Linked DNA regions of Zea mays: region 2 is linked to region 1. A link is a contact called in public Hi-C data. All regions are on one chromosome and are shown on one strand. Each heading gives the region's core, a stretch centred on a gene start, on an enhancer-like site or on the middle of the called end of the contact. The rest is flanking DNA. Distances are from core to core; before and after follow the strand shown.

Region 1 (2,700 bases), core at 31-2,530:
TTTTTGTGAAGTAACAAAATATTTAAAAATGGATGAATTGGAACGAAATCTCCTGCAGCTATAATCAGTGGCTTTATGGACACGCGATTGCACTAAAAGGCACCATTTCAAAGTCTGGCACAAGGTTATATGTAATATCAACAAATATATATGTGAAGACCTCAGCTTGTGGCACTATGCAACATCCAGAGAAGACTGTTATCATAATTGAAAACAAGCATAGGGAGCATCAACAGATTGTCCTTTTCCAGAAGAGAAGTCAATAGGCCAGTAGATGTTTTAATAACAATGGCATGCTAATGACAACTAGAGATGTGAATTGGTGATTCTTCGAAAGAAATATAAATGAAAAGGGGTGAAAATGGTAGCAGCATGAACAAATAAAAAATCTGAAAATAGGGCTCAGTTGGTGATCCATTTAGAATCAATCATATCCTGAATAGACAGGTACCATGATATTGAAAGGATGAAGGAACAGAAGACGCAGCAGAAATGATAAGTAATGTTTGACAGGATACAGTAGCAATCAAATCAACGTGAGGATCTTCAAGCGGCTTCAACATGATCCTTGAGGTCATATTCCCAGCTTGATCAAAGTAGTCCTCAAACAGATTGTGCAGGGAGACTTTCCCAAACATTAGCTCATATGCTGGCACCGCCATCCTGCATGTTCAATACTGGTGCAATGAAGAACCAAGGCTGACATAAATGCCACCCTAAGTGCAATGTAGTGATGTTTCATCCTTCCAGTGGACTAAAACTAACTTTATACCCTTATGGACTATGCAGGAAAAGGCATCTGCCAGAGATGTGCGTGCTCCAAGAAAAAGCAAGCTACCAGAATTGAGACGAGCAACAGTACTGCCAACTGGTGTCAGCGATCTGGCGCATTTCACCAATCCACAGTTCCATTTCACAATACGCGAGCGATCAATCGCGATTGCTTGACAAGCATGATTAATCACGACGATTCAACCGTCTAGTCTAACAGTTATGCAGAGCGTACGGCGATTCGTGCACACTGAGGCTACCAACCAATTGGCTTCCCTGCCTCACAGGTCACAAAACAGAAGGGTCCGAATGGAGGAGAGAAGGGAAGCGGCGAACCTGGTGCGGGCAGCGATGGGAGGGTAGTCGAAGAGCGGCGGCACCAGCACCATGGGCGGCGGCGGTTCCGCCTTGCTGAAGAACATCCCCATATCGCCCTCGGCTCACCGATCCACAGGAGTTCTGCAGCGCCTCACACCCTCTTCCTCCTCCTCCCTTGAACTCACCGCGGCCGCCTCTTTTTGCGGCGGCGGCGAAACACCGATGCAGCGATTCAATTGTTCCGGATCGGCGGTGGCTCCGCTGCAATACAGGCTAGTTCAAGGGTAACGGCCGCTTTTGCGCAACGGTAATACAGGCTAGTTCAAGGGGCTCGCTGTAAACTGCCGCTTTTGTGCAGATCCCCACCGCTAAATCCCGATCGCACGGCCGACTGAGCAAGTGGATTTGGGAACGGCTCGCTGATCAAACTTACACAGGCACATTCTCTCACACACTGACACACACGTGAGCTCTTTGCCTCTCTTGTTGAACATTGGTTTCTTATGTTTATAGTGTGGTTGTTTATTCTAAATTTAATCGTACATTATATTACGTTCTAATCGATAAGAATAAAATACACCAGTTTTAAAATTTGAATTGAGTTTTTTTTGCGTTTTGCTTTATTTCTTATATGTTGATTAATTATTCATTATTTTTGTGGTCGTCACCATCCCTGTTATAGTTGTCCACCTTGTTCAACATTTAGATGTGGACTTGAATCTATCTCGTTCATAACACTTAGAATAAATATTAGTTTTCTAGTTGTCTTAATTTAAAACATATGTATAAGACCGTCCGCAGCACATGCCGCGCGGTGCCCTCTCTCCTAGCACTGTACACGCGTAGGGGGCCTCTACGCGAGCAGCTGTGGCCTCCAAATGGCCCCCTACGCGTTGCAGTGCTAGGGGATGCCGCGCCGCTCCCCCAGATCAAGGGGAGCACTGTAGCGCCCCCTTGCACAGTGCTCCCCTATTTAATAGTTGAAAAAAATAGTAATAAAAGATGAAAAGAGTTAGATAATAATATTTTATAGTTGTAGTGGGTATAGGGAGATAATATAGGGGGAATCACTGCGGGAGATGAAAATTTAGAGGGTGAAATGTTGATAATGTGACGCAAAAAAATGATATAGTGGGAAAATTTAGAGATCACCGCTGCGGACAATCTAAAAGCTTTCAGGTCTTCTGGTGCGAGGGGCTACAACCTTAGCGTAAGCTAAACTAATAATCCCTCCTTAGCATAGAGCCTTAGAGGCATATGGTAAGGATTATATGAACTAATATCAAACATGTCTATAAAGGACTACACATCTTTATATATTGAATTTGTACCCACTTATAATAGTAATAAGGAAAGAGTTCTCGTATATTATTTTGTTCTTGTCTTGCCACCAAAAGAAAAGAAAAAGATAATGGATCTTTTATGTCTCCTCGCGCCTTCAATACTAGAGCCCTTTAGTCTATCTCCAGCAGATCCCATATTTTTATAAGGAACGATATCAAAAGACTAACAAAGGTTAGACCCATCATTTTAGGACATCTAAACTTAGACTACGGGCAGAAGTAGTTTAACTAGCTCTCTAAATTACTTTACTAGATTAACTTATATAGC
Region 2 (2,700 bases), core at 188-2,687, 140 kb after region 1:
GAGGCTTGCTGGGCCGGCCAGGGGAAGGGAGGGGGCTCAAGGATGTGTTCCTTTTTTGTTTTTTCTTTTATTTCTGTTTCTTTTCACTATTTGAATTTAGGTGTAGGTTATATAAATGCACTTCAAAACACAATCATCACCCCTAAATATATACTTTTTGAGTTTGCATGGATGCACAACCACCACAATTCAACGTACAATAAAAAGTATCGGCATGCTATGCAATAGTCAAGGGCTCTTTTAGGGTTTCATCTTACTACACTAAAAACCTATGTATATAAAAATAACTCTCCCGATACTTAAAAAATGGAAGTAAAACAAAGAAAAAAGAGGGTAACACCGGAATTTGGTGGATGTTAGGAAAAAAATTATACCCCAAATTTAGGGTGTTACAGAGACCAGTGCGACCCCCTTCGCTCTAGTGTCGCAGACGAAGGCCCCGCATGATGTCTACGGGCCTCCCGCGTCCCCACCGTCGGGGAAGGCCCATGTGTGATTCGGCCCAAAGTGATGGGCCTCACGAGGTCAGGTCTGGTTAGGGCTGTGTCTGTAATAGGGTTTACCTTAATGACTGTCTGTAACCTTCCCTCATGGGAATATTCTGGGGATAAACCGGGTACTCGAGAGTGTAAACGTCTTTGACAGGGACAGACAGCCCCTTGAGTACCTTTAAATACTCTCGTACAGTGCCCTCACACAGGGGATTAATGAAGCTTTTGGCATCCCGTGCTAAACTCTGAAAACACACTTTCTACCCCTTTGTTGGATCAATTTTCCCTGGTAGGCAAAACACCAACACATTTCTTCCCCATTCATGTTTCCCGTGGGGTTAAATCCCCGACGGGGATCCCGTCATCGTTTAAATTATAATTAGGAAATACATTATTTGATATTAATGCAACCATTTTCGCTCATACATATTGTTCGATGTAAGAAATTGTTAAGGAACATATTTGTATAATGATTGACCTTTTGACAAGATAATTATTTATTTTTATAATTAACTAGTATACGAAAACATTGCTACATGTAGGTTTAATGGGTCCCACGGAGATGTCCTCATTACCCGTCGGAGGAATAATGTCCCCCATTTACATTCTTGTGGGAAAGGACTTTCTCATCCCCACCGCTAAGAGCTTACTCAGTTTGAAGTAGATTGAGAGAATTTAAGTGGATTAAATTCTCTCTTCGGACTAATTTAAGAACTCTATTTTATCAAGTGGTTTTTATTTTTTTAAGAAAAAATAAACTAATTTTTTTTTGAAAAAGTGTAAATCTATTAGAAAAATAGAGTTCTTAAACTAGCTCATATATAAATTTGTATAGGAGAAGATTTTAGTCCCTTTTCATTACTCTGAATCTATTCCTAACCGACGATGAATTGGGGATTGGGAACCTAGCGACGAGCCGAGCGCGGCCGAAGACCCTTACCATGTACGCGCGGATTTTTCTTTACGGGAGGACGGGAGGTTGCTATTTATAGTGGCCTCACGCGCGACCCTGCACCCACCGATCACACAATCCCGACTTCCCGAGGCCGCCCGGCCCGAGAGCACCGAGCACGCTTCTCCCAAACTGCACTGCTCCGTCCACGGCACGGCGAGGCGGGGACGCCAAAGCAAAAAGGCAATAAAGCCAGCGGCCAGGGCCAGGACCAGGAGCCGGCGTCGGTGGAGGCTGAGGCAGAGGCGCCGAAGCGGCGGCGGCATGGGGGTGCTGCGGAGCACGCAGAGCCTGGAGGCCGAGGTAGAGGAGATGCGCGGCGCGCTGCTGCTCCATGGCGCGTGGGCGTGGAGGCCCGGCGGGGGCGCCGCCAAGCGCGCGGCCCGCGCCGTGGAGCCCGCCGCCGCGGAGGCGCGCACCGTGTGCGTCACGGGGGGCACGTCCTTCCTCGGCTTTGCCGTCGTCGACCGCCTGCTCCGCCACGGCTACACCGTCCGCCTCGCCCTCGAGACGCAAGGTACGTCGGTCGGTTAGTCCGTCCCTACCTTATTTTACTACGGCACCCTCTACCGGCTGCACCGTCGCGCTGCTTTGGCACTGTGAATCGGGTGCGTTTCACGTCGCGGTGGGACGTCTCCGTGGCTGGTTATCTGAAGGCTGTTTTCGGTGATTGATTGGAAATGGCAACCGCTCTTGTGTCTGGTCCCTCTTCCCGCCTGCGATGCCGCGGTTCTACTCTTTTTGATTTAATTTCTTTTAATGAAATGCGTTATTTTCACGGCGATTTCCTTCGCGCGCACGAGATGTTGAGCGAATTTTCGGTGAAGTTTCGTAATGTGCACGTTCTGCCGGAAGTTTCAAAATTGCGGCAAGAAAAAAGAATCAGCAGATTCGAGAGTAGTAAAGGTTACCTAGTAGTATTGACTTGTTATTAGAACGTTCCCGTTGACTTCCCGTCTCCCGCTTGTTCTGCCTAACCCTAGGCTTATTAAATCCCCTTGTCTGTAGCTGGGCAAACGTTGTCTTTTTGTTCATCTCCTGTTTTCTATCCGTATGCTTCGGTGCGTGCATGGAGGGCTTGCCTGGTGGGTTGGTGGGAAATTACCCACTGTTTGTTCAGGAGGAGAATTCCTGAGAAGTCGATTTATTGCCATTAATCTCTACCTGGCATGGAGTTTAGACTTTGGATGGTCTAGCATTTGTACAGATGATGTAGAGTTGTAGTTGAACAGCATCATAGTCGGTTACCTGGTCCAC

What was found. A called contact is a pair of places that touch in the nucleus more often than the background predicts.
Region 2: a contact with region 1 is called in a Hi-C map of leaf, with 2.9 times the contacts expected there. The contact joins the promoter of LOC100280347 here to the promoter of LOC100382356 in region 1. A contact is called at or near these places in 20 of 25 Hi-C or Micro-C datasets (bundle sheath, ear, endosperm and 6 more) and 2 of 3 datasets of contacts at active chromatin or transcription factors (leaf and seedling).

What each region holds. Positions count from the first base shown.
Region 1 is chr8:75,123,219-75,125,918 of Zm-B73-REFERENCE-NAM-5.0, forward strand. It overlaps LOC100382356, which reads right to left and starts at 1,281. Exons shown (of 14, transcript NM_001175102.1): 1 at 1,108-1,281; 2 at 519-663. The coding sequence starts at 1,199.
Region 2 is chr8:75,265,523-75,268,222 of Zm-B73-REFERENCE-NAM-5.0, forward strand. LOC100280347 (dihydroflavonol-4-reductase) reads left to right here and starts at 1,438. Exons shown (of 5, transcript NM_001153273.1): 1 at 1,438-1,960. The coding sequence starts at 1,708.